Linked DNA regions of Mus musculus: region 1 is linked to region 2. The links are chromatin contacts, called in public capture Hi-C maps. All regions are on one chromosome and are shown on one strand. Each heading gives the region's core, a stretch centred on a gene start, on an enhancer-like site or on the middle of the called end of the contact. The rest is flanking DNA. Distances are from core to core; before and after follow the strand shown. Region 1 holds the start of Tma7-ps (translational machinery associated 7 homolog (S. cerevisiae), pseudogene). Region 2 holds the start of Cd244a (CD244 molecule A).

Region 1 (6,681 bases), core at 1,426-3,925, 150 kb before region 2:
AACCTGTTCCTTGCATTATGTCATTCTGTTTCCCAGACTGCCACATCAATGTCACATTTTTTGTTGATTAGAAGCAACCACATGACTAAAGCTGATGCAAAGGAAAAAAAAAGACATTTTTCTGATGACTAAAGAAAAAATAACATAGTTTGGTGAGCAAGTAGCACAGACTTTGACAATCAAGTGTGTAGAAAAGGGAAGCGAAGATCCCAGAGTCAGCACAGAACACACACAGACAAATTGTCAGTACAAAGGAGATTTATCACCCTGGAGGAGGGATGAAGGTGGGGGCTGCCTCTGGACCAGCAAAGACATCAGCAGGTGTTTTTGCAGGAGTGGTTTTTGAAGAGAAAAGGGGAAAGTCTGTGTTGAGATGAGTTGGTAAGTCCTGATTGGACATGTTAGCCAGGGGTAACCAAATAATGAATTTTGATTGCTGGACCTTGGTGTTTTGGTAGTTGGATCTTTGTGATCAGTCTCAGGAGTGAATCAGTAGGCAAATAAGTGAATAAATAGTCCTGGGGCTGGGGGAGCTTTAGGTCCACAGAAATCTTCCTATCAGACAACACACAGCCATTATATTCTCCTAAAATCCACAAAGGAAACAGAAATCAAGGAATGATTCACCCCCCTCCCCCAAAAAAACCCAAACCAAACCAAAAAACAGAAATCAGCACCTAAATCTATAATCATCTCAATCCCAGGTATCCAGATACCTGCATAAAATACAATAAATAACATCCAGGACAATGTGTCTCCACTGGATTCCAACAACCTTATCACAGCAGGCCCTGAATATTTCAACATAGCTGAGGCACAAGGAAAGAAGGTAGAGATCCTGAGTAAATTCCTTTTAAAGAAACCAAGGAAGACACAGACAGTGGAAGGAAATGGATAAAACTATTCAAGACCCAGAAACGGAAATAGAATCAATCAAGAAAACCCAAACTGAGGTCATTCTGGAAATGAATCATTTAGCAATTTGAACAAGAACTACAGAGGCAGGCTTAACCAACAGATTACAAGAGATGGAAGAGGGAATCTCAGATGTTGAAGATATGATAGAAATGGATATATCAGTCAAAGGAAATACTCTTGACAAAGTTGTAAGAATAATTTTTTTGCAACCTACTTTTAATAAGGGCTCAATCCTTAATAAGGAGGGCTCTATCCCACCACTCAGCAGAGGTAGTGGAAGAGAAAAGTTATTAGGATGTGGGAGAAGTGGACCGATTCAGCCATAGTTCTTTGAGGCAAGCTCAGTCTTCTTGGACAGCAGTTCTGTCCCATAGCAAACACCAAATACGACTCAGCAGCTGCAGACCAGTCCTCTAGGCAGGCAGACACCAGGCATGAACTGGCAGCTACAGTCCAGTCCTTTCAGCACGAACCAGCCGTTGTAGTTCAATCCTGAAGGAACCATTAGGCGCACCAACCAGCCTGAGGTGAGGCCGCAGAAGCAGCAGACTGCTACAGGAACCTCACGAGCAGTTCTCGGATAAGCTTCTCTCAATGTCAGCGTAAAGAACAGTGAGGTGGAGCAAACCAAACCAATGCTCAGTGCTTGTCTCCCACTGTCTGTGGGGTCATATTTATATTCCTTCATCAAGTGTCCTTTCACGTACCTGTCTGCTTTAGCAAGAATCCTTTCACCTGTGTGCCCCAGCAAAACATATTTCACCTACTAAATTTCCAAAGAAACTAGAAGTTTCCACTTCACCAAATATTCAAGAGACCCGGGACACTATGATCAAATCTAAGAATAATGGGAATAGAGTTAGGAAAAGAAACCCATCTCAAAGGCCCAAAAGTTATTTTCAACAAAATCATAGGAAATTTTCCTAAAGATGTACATCAAAGTACAAGAAGTGTAGAGAACACGAAAAAGATTAGAACAGAAAAGAAAATCCCTTTCTATACATAATAATCAAAACACTATACAAAGAGAACAAATAAAGACTATTGAAAGTGGCAAAGAAAAACACCAAGTAAAATTCCTCTCCCTCCCCTCTCCCTTTCCTCTGCCTCCCCTCTCCTCTCCTCTCTGGCTATCTCTATTTCTGTTCTAGTTTGCTTCCAGAGGAAGCTTTTCTAAGGATGACTAAATAAGGAACTGATCTATGAGTATAGCAGAATATCCTTAGGAGTCATCTTATCATTAGTTTTTTTCCCCCCCTTGAAACCAGTAGTATTTGGGTTTTTTTTTTTTTCATTGCATTATTTACTTTATTCATTTTTTTTTTTACAAAAGTTTATTACAATGTACAACAGGCTTCAGGATAACATTTCATTCTAGCTATTACATGGCAAAGATGTTATGACAGGGAATCCAGATGTTTGACTGGGCACAGGATAACACTTCATTCTAGCTGTAGGTGGCAAAGATGCTATGGCAGGGAATCCAGATGTTTAAATAGGAATGGAAGAGGAGGGTCACTATCACCCCAGATGTGAGGAACAGCTTACTTTTTGCCAGATTTCTTAATTCCACCTGTGGCCAGGGGGCCCTTCCCGGCAGCCTTGGCTTTTAGCTCCTCGAGTTTCTTCTGTTCCTCCTTTTGTTTCTGCTTGAAAGCCTTATCTTCCTCGTCCATCTCCTTGGCCTGCTTCTTGGGCTGTTTCAGGGGCTTCTTTTTGCCACCTTCCCGGCCCGACATGGCGCCTCCAGCCCCTCAGTATTTGGTTTTAATCTAGGTCTCTGGGTCATCCAGACTCTGGCCCTTGGTCACACAAGCAGGATCAGGCATGGGTTCTGTCTCATGGGGTGTGCCTTAAGTCAAATCAGACACTGGTTGAATATTCCAAGTTTTGTGCCACCGTTGCCTCAGCATATCTTGTAGGTAGGACAGATTGTAGGTCAAAAGTGTTGTGACTGAGTGGACGGTTACATTTCTTTTCTGGTAGCCTTCAGAATACTTTCCTGCACCAAAAACACCAGAACCCAGGAGTAAAGGTTCCATGTACATGCCAGCTCGAGTTATCCATGTTCAATGAGCTGTGTGGGTGTTATCTTCCACAATGGGACCCACTGTCAGGTTGTGGAGAGAACCCATTCAGTGTCTTAGCAACAGCCTGAGTTGTTCAGAGAACTTCCATTGGAACTTCTTAGCCATCCACTCAGTTGAAATTAACCCAGGCCCACTACTGAAAACCCTGTTTGGTGAGAAGAGTTAGCCAGTTGATATTTTGCATTTCCCACCGAAAAGACCCCCACCAGGCTTCCACGTCATCCCTCAAATACTCATTAATTCCAGCCAACTCTCCTCAACTCTCAACCTCTCTCTCAACTCTATATCCTGTCCCCTTTCCAAGAAGACACCCCCTCCATTTCTGTCTCCACTGCCCCCAGTTCACCCACAAAATCCATTACATTTCCCCATTCCAAAGAGATACATATGACCTCCACTAGACCCCTCCTCAACACCCAGTCCCTCTGGGTCTACAGACTACAGCTTGGCTAACACCTATATAATGGCCAATATCCAAACAAACAAACACCCAGCATATTTATCTTTCTGAGTCTGAGTTACCTCCCTAAGCATCCTTCTCCAGTTCTACCCATTTGCCTGCAAACTTCATGATGTCATTCTCTTGAACACCTGGCTTACACTTGACTGTGCAAATGTACATTTTCCCTACCCATTCTTCTGCTGATGAGCATCTAGGCTGCCTCCAGTATCTGGCCATAACAAACAGAGCAGCAGTGAGCATGGTTGAGCATGCATTCCTGTGGTAGAATAGAGCTTACCTTGGGTATAAGCCCAAGATTGGTACAGCTTGATCTTGAGGTAGATCAATTCCCAACATTCTGAGAAACTGCCATATTGATTTCCATAGTCGCCGTACAAGATTAAACTCCCGCCGGAAATGGATGAGTGCTTCCCCATTCCACATCCTTGTAATCTTGCACTTCCATTTATATTATTGATCTTAGCCATTTGTGAAGGTGTAAGGTGGAATTTCAAGAAATTTTTGATTTGCATTTCCCTGACAGCTCCACATGCTTCGCGACCATTTGAGTTTCCCCTATTGATAATTGATAATTCACTGTTTAGATCTGTACCCCATATTTTAATTAATTTAAATGTATTTTAAATATCTAATCTCAGAAATGGATAATTGTCTCAAAAGGTACCACTTGCCAAAGTTAAATCAAGGCCAGACAATCAATTTACACAGGACCATAACTCCCCAGTGAGATAGCAGTCATTTAGCTTCCAACCAAAAAGAGCCCAAGGCCAGACAATTTAGCATACAGTTCTACCAGACTGTCAAAGAAGAACTGATGGCAAATCCTCAAATTATTTCGTAAAATTGAAACAAAAGAAACATTAATTTTATGAGGCCACAGTTATCCTGATACTCAAACCACATAAAGACTCAACAAAGAAAGGGAATTACAAATGAATTTCCCTTATGAACATACATGCAGAAATACTCAATAACTGGGTCCAAGAACGCATACAAAAGATCATCAACCATGATCAAGTAGATATCATCCTAAAGACACAAGGATGGTTCATTCTATAAAAACCAATAAATGTAATCTCCTATATAAACAAACTGAAAGAAAAGCAACCACATGATCATCTCATTCGATGCAGAATTGACAAATTCAATACTCCTTCATGATAATGGTCCTGGAGAAACTAGGGATACAAGAAACATACCTAAACATAGTAAAGGTGTTGCATGTAGTTTTATGCTACCGCCTTAGCTCTGGGATGGCCCCCATCTGTCTTCCCTTTTGCTCTACCCACCTTTAGTTCTTGGATGTATGGGGGGGCGACAGAGCTACCAGAAGCCCTCCCAGCTTTCGTTGAATCCACAGATAAGATACACACACACACACACACACACACACACACACACACACACACACACACGAGTTTATTCCCTCACAATTTGCCTTCTTGGCAAAATTGCAGGGCATTACTATCTCCCACCTGGAAAAGTATGCCCTTACCAATTTATTATCTCCATCTCTCCACCTGCCCTAAACTTCAATGGCTAGTCCCACCTAGCCCCTATCAATCATCCTTGGCCACCTGCCTATAGTTGTGGTCACAGACCCCAGTTCCCCCTGACCCTTCAACACTTCATATGGTTTGTGTTCTTTTCCCTCCAAAGCATTGCAGAAACTCCCTTCTTTTCCCTTCCTTTTCCTCCTGGGACCCAGAAGTCCAACCTGTATCTTCCATCCAGCAATTGGCCCCTGGGTTTCTTTACTAATCACGAACCAATTGGTGAACAAGAGCTTAGCATCAGAACTGCCCCGTTCATAAAGGCAATTTGTAACAAACTTATAGCCAACATCAACTTATATGGAAAGAAACTCAATGCAATTCCACTAAAATCAGAAATAAGGCAAGGTTGTCCACTCTCTCCATACCTATTCAATATAGTACTTGAAGTCTTGCCTACAGCATTAGACAGCTGAAAGAGATCAAGAGGATACAAACTGGAAACAGAGAAGTCAAAGTATCTTTATTTGCATATGATAAAATGGTATACATAAATTACCATAAAAATTTTACCAGGGGACTCTTACAGCCAATAAGTACTTTCAGCAAAGTAGCTAGATACAAAATTAACTCACAAAATCGGTAGTCTTCCTATATACAAATGACAAATGGGCCAAGATCAGAAAAACACCACCTTTCATAATAGTATTAAATAATATAAGGAATATTGTGTTAACTCTAACCAAGCAACTGAAAGACTTGTATGACAAAAAAAAAATCCTTCAAGTCATTGAAGAAATAAATTAAAGAATATACCAGAAGATGGAATGCTCTCCCATGCTCATGGATCTGTAGAATTAATATAGCAAAAGTGGCTATCCTACCAAAACCAATCTATGGGTTCAACACAATCCTCAGTGGAATTCCAACACAGTTCTTTAAAGACCTTCAAACAAAGACCTTCAAACAACAATTTTCTGCTTCATATGGAAACACACTAAAATATAATAAAATCACCGCATTTCAAGTTGTTATGAAGCTAAAAATAGCATGGTATTGGCACAAAAACAGACATGTAGTTCAATGGCATCGAACTGAAGACCCACACTGAACCTAATAGAAGAGAAAGTGGGGAATGAGGAATAGCCTTGATCTCATTGACACAGGAAAAGACTTTCCAAATAGAACATGATTAGGCTCTAAGATCAACAGGCTCTAAGATCAACAATTAACCAATAGGACTTCAGGAAACTGAAATTTTTCAGTACTGCAAAGGACACTGTCATTTGGACAAAGCAGCAGCCTGCAAAATGGAAAAAAATTTCACCAACTCCACATCTGATAGAGGACTCAAGAAACTATGTATCAAAAAACCAAATAATCCAGTTTTTAAATGTGTAAAATGGGTAGCTATTTTAGAGCAGTAACCAGTTCTCTTAACTTCCTGCCAGCCTTCAAGCCTGCCAGTTTCAAGTCCAGCCCAACCGTTCCTCCCTCAGCTCCCCAACACTGTACTTAAAACGTCCCTTCTCCCAGTTTTCCCAATCCTAGCAGCTCCAAACTATAACAAGTGTAGCCTATCTGCTCAGCTCAGCTTCTCCTGGTTCAACTGTTGCCTAACAATATCTTTTCCACCAATTGCCTTATCTCCTCACTCTGCCAGCCCCACCATCTACCCCAGCCTAAGCTGTTTTTTGCTTTGGTTTTAGATCTGATT
Region 2 (6,884 bases), core at 3,797-6,296:
GAAGTGTCTGCTCAGAGCAAGTGGTTAGATGCTGCCATTAGAAGAAAACCTCAGAATCAGCCTAGTAGATGGAGAAAAGAGAGGGCGTTACAGGCAAAGCAACAGCACGGACCGGGTGCCAACACTGGTCTAGGAAGAATTTTAGCAAAGCTTTCTCCAACATGTTTAGAAAGTGGAGTAGTAAACATGAGTTTAATTTTTAGGTATCTGAAAAAACTGTGAGAGGTAGCACAAATATCTAAGGATGATAATCTAAAAATATACACACAGTACAATAAATAATAATAAGTAGAGCACTGTGTAACCAACAGCAGATCAGAGACCCACAGAGAACACAGTTCTCTGCTATCACACAACTAAATACTGACAATACAGAAGAAGCAGTATCCTTAACTACACTGTTAGTTCTTCAAAGTCAAGAGTGGGGCCAGGTGGTGATGGCTCACATCTTATTAATCCCAGCAGTTGGGAGAAAGAAGCAGGTAGATCGTTGAGTTCAAGGCCAGCCTGGTCTACAGAGTGAGTTTCCAGGACAACCATGGCTACACAGAGAAACTGTCTCAAAAACAATCAAACAAATAAACAAACAAAAAGAACAGAAAATAAAACAAAATTTTAATAACTAAACAAAGTGTGGGATCTGTAACCCTCATTGCTGCTACACTGTACCAAGGGCACTTACTAAATTATACCGCTATATTTTATTTCCAGGTAAATAAAGTGAATGAGTTTATATACCTAATATGGCTTTGTCTATAAATAAAAGAAGGCTAAGGGGGCTAGCCAGATCACTCAGAAGATAAAGGTGTAAGCTGCCAAGGCTACAGCCTGAGTTCAACGACCTGGACCCAGGAAGGAAATAACCAACTCTCAAAGATTGACTTCTAACCTCTACTTGAGCACCATGGCTCAGGAACACACACACACACACACACACACACACTAAAGTAATTAATTAAAATATATTTTAAAAAAAAAAGAGGAACTAGGCTGAGGATGTAGCTCAGTTAGCAGAGTGTTTGCACCGAAGCCCTGGGTTGGACTCCCAGCATCACATAACACAGGCATGGTGGCTCACATTAATAATCCCAGTACTTAAGAGTTGAAGGTAAGAGGATCAGAAGTTCAAAGCCATCCTCAGACACATAGCAAGTCTGAGATCAGCCTGGGCTGGTGAGACCCTGTCTAAAGGGTGGGAAGGTTAGGCAACCCCACAGATATCTTGACAGGTGTTGGTTTGGCTTTTTTCAGATGGGAGAAAACTAAGAGTGGGAAGTAGGACTGGCCCAAACCAGAACAATGGGAGGCAGGAACCATTCTCTCCATGTGACTGTGTGCAGGAACAGACAAGGTGGGAGACACTGGGAATTGTGGGTAGGATAGAAAAAAATCCCTAACCAGGCTTCCATTTTGTGAAAGGTTTTGAGCCATCAGCAGCTGAACAGCAACCTTGGAAAGATGATTACCGTTTACTATCACCTATGGGATGATAAAGTCACTACAGACCAGGACAAAGAAGGCAGAGGGACTTGGGCCCAGGTCCCATCAATAGCTAAGAAGCTATTCACAATTGATAGCTACCAGGAAAGGGTATGTTAACCACATCCCAGAATAGGACCAGTGTTCAAGAGTAGCCGACCAACACTGTGTGTGTGTGTGTGTGTGTGTGTGTGTGTGTGTGTGTGTGTGTGTGTGTGTTGTTATTGTTGTTTTCTCGAGAGAGAGGGTATGTTGGCAAGTACAGGAGACTCTGGGAGGAGGTGGGAAAGAAGAAAGAACTTGATCAAAGTATATTGTATGAAATTCTCAAAGAATAAATTAATAAATAAATAACTTCAAAGGGAGAAAAGAACTCAGCTGAGCTCAGAGGCTGTGAATCTTTCTGTGCCTGCTTTCTGCTGGGTTTTCTCCTCCAGGTCTCCACATTGAGTTGGTGCGCACTTCCTGCAGGAGCCTAACAGGGGCATCTGAGCAGAAGACAGGAACTGTGAGAGACAGAAAACCCTCCCATCCCAGGGAGGTAGACATTTTAAGGGAGCTTTTTAAAATGCTAATATGAAGAGATAATGAGAGAAAGGAAGAATAACTTCTCAAGTTCTTACATGCTCCCAGTGAGAAAGGGAACAAGGCAAAGAGTATACAGATGATTTGCAGTTCAGAAGGGAGTGGCCACAGCCAGTTCCGGCGGTCAGGGACTCCACAGCCAAGGCAGTTGCTGCTGCTCACAGCCTTGGGGGCTCTTTTCCGGTGGTTTAGACAGGATGAGGTAAAATATTAAGTCTATAGAAGAAGAACGGGGGGGGGCAATTTGATGGACTCTACTGCAGTTTCGGTGGGGGGGCGGGGAATGAGGACAGTTGATGAACTCCAGTACAGCTTGGCAGGGTGCTGGGTGTGCACCAAGGAGAAAGAATGGTCAATGGGTATGACTGACTCACTTAGCAGGGGGTCACCCGTGCTCCCACACCACAGCCAAGATTCAGCCCAGCTTTTTCCAACCAAGACTTACAGCTCACCGGAAGCTGGGAGGCCTGAGTCCGGCGGGGGGGGGGGGGGGAGGCTCCGGGGGGGGGGGAAGGGGAAAGTCTCAGATGGCTGAAGCTTGGGGTGGAGCAGGGGTGGGAGCAGGGGTATAATCCCACCAGCCTGCAAAAGAATGTTGAGGTTTTTTTCTCAGTTGGGCTTGTGCAAAAAGGTTTGGGAGTGCGGGGGGTGGGGGGTGGACAACAGATTAGGTCAATGCTGAGAAAGGAATAGAGCCTTGTGAGCTCTTGGCATGACCAGCTAAGGCAAACTCACAAAATAATGAGTATCCTGCAGAAGCCACAGCCCACTTCCTCATTAGCTCTGTCCTGACTGACCACAGCCTCTTCTGTCTGCAGGCAAGCTGATTGTCTCTGTCTGTCAAAACTGGCCTGGCTGTGTCCCTTCCCATTCCCAGTCCACTCAGGTATTTGCTTTCTCCAAGACAACTTCAGTACTATGCCTCTCACTCTAACTCCTGGTTTTCTTGCTTTTCTTCAGGCTATTTCTGTGCCTGGATTGGTTCACTTTCTTCGTTTTTCTGAGCTCTTACCACACCAAGACAGTCCCCTGTCTCCCCTCCTAGAAGAATCCTCTCAGATTCCCTTTCAATGCACCCTGACTGACAGTGCCAGGGCCTCTTCTGCCTTCCCTTGGAGTTGGCATTGTACACACCTATTTTCCTGACTGGAAGATTTTCATGGGTATAATCTGGGTGTGGGATGTAGTTTAGTTAGTAGGGCCCTTGCCTCCCATGACCAAAGCTCGGTCTTATACGACAGCCTAGAATATGAGAGATTCTATCTTTAAAAACAAAAAATTGACCTCAGCTCAACTGTTTCCTTGCTAAATTTTGCCTAGTTCTCATAATATAGAAAAGTCATTGTAAATATGATAATTAATTCATGACTGGCTCTGCTATAGGGGTTGCATGCAAAATGTCAAAGAAGTTATCAAGCCATGGCTTTGGCCTTTTGCTTTGTGGGCTCTACATCATTGCAATTTCATTTCCTGTTCACAGGCACACAGAACAAAATGCCAGTTGCCTTGTGACAACTTGAAATCCCATGTACTAGATGGCTCAAACATTCCTGAAACAGTTTGACAACACCCACTAAGAATATAGACACTTAGACCCCATGATGTGACCTTGAAGGTGTATTGCTGTGTGACAGAAAGGCTCATGGCACTACTGTAAAACCATTTTAAAGATCAGGTGCTCACCCTCAAGAGAGTGAGCAGAGGATGGTGTAAGCCTGGGATGGAGTTGTCTTATCTCACCCAGATGCATGGCATGCAGGGACTGGAAACTCCCATCAAAGAGATAAGATACATAGACAAACGTCATAGAAGTGTCAAGTAAAAGAAGTCAGGAACCCATACCATGGGATGCCACGTACATCCAGGCAAAACTAATCTGTGAGATTTGGAGTGAGAATATTGCTTATGTTTATGGGAAAGACAGTAGACAATGAGTGGACATAAACGCACGATTGTCCCAAAGTCATCAGAAAAGTGACTCACTGACACGTACACTGATATGCAGATATCACACTTTAGTAAGAAAGGTTTGTCATCATCATCTGGCTGCCCCTGGGGTGACTTCTACTGAACCAGAGTCTCTTTGAGTCCTGAGCCAAAATCTCTTCCTCAGGAAGAGATTCCTCCATTCATGCCTCATTTGAGAGGAGGTAAGGTGACCAGAAGCTGAATGCAAATGAGTTGGGCCTGCTAGAGGGACTCCCGGGGTCCCCTCCAGCACAGTGACAACTAGAAAACAGTCCCTGAGAAATGCAAGGCTCAACCCAACCCACCCAAAGTGGAGCAGTCTCTGTGCTGACTCGTGAGACCCTGCCTGTCCTACCTTCTTTTCTCTACCTTACCTCACCCAGACCCAAAGCATCCAGGGACTCCTCACAACTCCCAGACCATCCTTTTCTTCAGAATGGACACGAATTCTGTGGGGAAGGTGACAATGACAAGGTGGTGTTTGTGTGAAACTGTGTCGGAATGAAGGAAAAAGCTATGGCTGGTGATGAATCCACTCCCAGAGCGAGAAAAGGGAAAGCTAATGCACACATTGCTCCAGAGAAGGCTTGTACACACATCGCTCCAGTTTTCCACAGTTTTCATACAGACTAAACTCCACCCACTTTACAATAGCCCTAAGGACCTGGACCACCTTCTCTAACCTCTCCTCTGGCTTTCTGTGTTCCAGGTGACTATCGAAATGGCATAATCAGAGGCTCTAACTTCTGATCTCCCTCACACACTCAGGCACCCATGGGTGTATGCCAGGCCCCATCCCACACCAACACAAAAATCCTTACCTTGGCCCTGATGAGCCCTGAGGAGCAGAAAGGTTGTGAACAGGACAGCTTGCCCCAACATCACCACAGGACAGAGCAGACTACGGGGGCCCTGTCTTCTCCAGGTGCTCAGATGTCAATAGGCTCGCAGCTAACTGTCAGCAGGACACAGCAGAACTACCTCACTGCCTGTCCAGCCACAATTTCCTCAACTGAAGGCTGTTCACTTCTGCTGTGCACTGACAAGGCTACCGAGAAAGCCTCAGTCCCTCCACGTGGGTTCCCACAAGCTAAGATGCCTCCAGTGGGTGGGTACTCAGAGTGCACAGTGACTCACAAAAAACCAGTTGCAAAATCCCAGCCCTTGGTCCTCCTCAGCCTGGTGCTGAATTCTTAGTGGCTCCCACAGGGTGGGAAAGAAAACCAACAGTCATTATTCCAGGCTGCCCCAAACCAGCATACACCGTGGAAGCAGAAGTCTGAAGGAACTTAGGGGTAGGGTGGCCTGAGAAGAAGAACCCTGAGTAAGTAGGTACTAACGTGGAAGAGGAAGAGCATATGGGGTGATTAAGGAAGAGACATAACATTTAGACTTGCTGGGAAAAATCTCATGAGCCCAGGAAGTCTGATCTCAAATGTTCAACATATGCAAACTGTGTTCCTCCTTTCACCCCTCCACAACCAAAGGATGTGAAACGCTTTGTGGTGCTCACCCCCTTCCGTGGCTGGATTCATCCTGTAGAAGAGCAGGCAGCAGAGATCCTTTGAACTCCAAGGAGGGGTGGAGTCAGTGGTACCCACCCCACCCCACCCCGAACCCCACTCCCTCAGGACCCTTTACTTCAAGGCCATATCCAGAAGCCAGGCCTCTTGCTCTTTTCCTCTTCTTTTCCCCTTAGCAACAAACACGTGTGGTTCTCCCAAGCCCATCCTCTCATTCCATTCTTTGATCTGTTTCTAGCCCGACCAACACTGAGCAAGAGCGGCCTTTATAGGACAGGTGGCTGCCAGTGGTGGCAAGCAACGGATGCTCTGGACCAGACAGACAGTCAATTTGGAGTCAAAGACCTGGACTTGAACTCCAGCTCATCAACTTGCAACCTGTGTAGTGCTGACCAAATTGCTTTCTGAGTCCTCACAGTCAACAGCAGTTGGGTAAGCGAGATGGCTCAGTGGGTTAAGGTGCTCATCATCAGGCCTGCCAGCCGGAGCATAATCGCCAGAATCCTCCTGATGAAGAGGGAGGATGGACTCCACCCCTGACTTCCACACATGCCCAAGTGAACACACACACACACACACACACACACACACACACACACACACACACACACACACAAACACAAATCTATGATCTTCCCCCTGAAGGTAAGCAATACATGGAAATGGAAACTTGGCTTCCCTTCAAGATAGTTTTCAGCACCAAATTAATAGCTATCCTTGAGAGCTTGAATAGAAAGCTCTGGAATATACTGGTGTGAAAATGCCATAATAAGTGCTGGAGAGATGGCTTAAGAGCACTGACTGCTCTTCTGAAGTTCCTGAGTTCAGTTCCCAGCAACCACATAGTGGCTCACAACCATCTGTTATTGTATCTGATTACCCTCTTCTGCTGTGTCTGAAGAGAGCAATAGAGTACTCATATACATAAAATAAATAAATAAATTTAAAAAAAAGAAAAAAGAAAGTGCTATAATAAAACCCCTTACTTTGTATGGTAATCTTTTTGTTTATTTTTATTTCATTGCATTGGTGTTCTGCCTACATTTATGTCTGTGTGAAGGCATCAGATCTCCTGGCACTGAAAATTACAGACCAGCTGCCCTTGGGTGCTGGGAGTTGAACCAGGGTTCTCTGGAACAGTAGTCAGTACTCTAAATTGCTGAACAATCTCTCCAGCCCAAAGAGATTTTTGGTTTTATTTTTTATTTGTTATTGTTTTTGTTTTTAAGACAGGGTTACTTTATAACTCTGCCTGTCCTTGAATTATCTCTGTGGACTAGGCTGGCCTTGAACTCAGAGATCTGTCTATCTATGCCTTCTGAGAGCTAG

Evidence for each region. Capture Hi-C pulls out chosen DNA fragments and counts their contacts.
Region 1: a capture Hi-C map of macrophages shows a contact between it and region 2, with 2.3 times the contacts expected there. The contact joins the promoter of Tma7-ps here to the promoter of Cd244a in region 2. A contact is called at or near these places in 2 of 39 promoter capture datasets (macrophages and pre-B cells), 1 of 15 datasets of contacts at CTCF or cohesin (CD8 T cells), 14 of 484 Hi-C or Micro-C datasets (B cells, the HPC-7 cell line, bone marrow-derived macrophages and 6 more), 7 of 115 datasets of contacts at active chromatin or transcription factors (CD8 T cells, the HPC-7 cell line, bone marrow-derived dendritic cells and 4 more) and 2 of 9 other capture datasets (adipose tissue and macrophages).

What each region holds. Positions count from the first base shown.
Region 1 is chr1:171,707,064-171,713,744 of GRCm38.p6, reverse strand. Tma7-ps (translational machinery associated 7 homolog (S. cerevisiae), pseudogene) reads right to left here and starts at 2,675. Exons shown (of 1, transcript NM_001372440.1): 1 at 2,216-2,675. The coding sequence starts at 2,657. The coding sequence ends at 2,463.
Region 2 is chr1:171,557,355-171,564,238 of GRCm38.p6, reverse strand. It overlaps Cd244a (CD244 molecule A), which reads right to left and starts at 5,046. Exons shown (of 9, transcript NM_018729.2): 1 at 4,854-5,046. The coding sequence starts at 4,914. It overlaps Gm35200 (a long non-coding RNA gene), which reads left to right and starts at 2,166. Exons shown (of 5, transcript XR_373705.3): 1 at 2,166-2,266; 2 at 2,883-2,950; 3 at 5,794-6,884.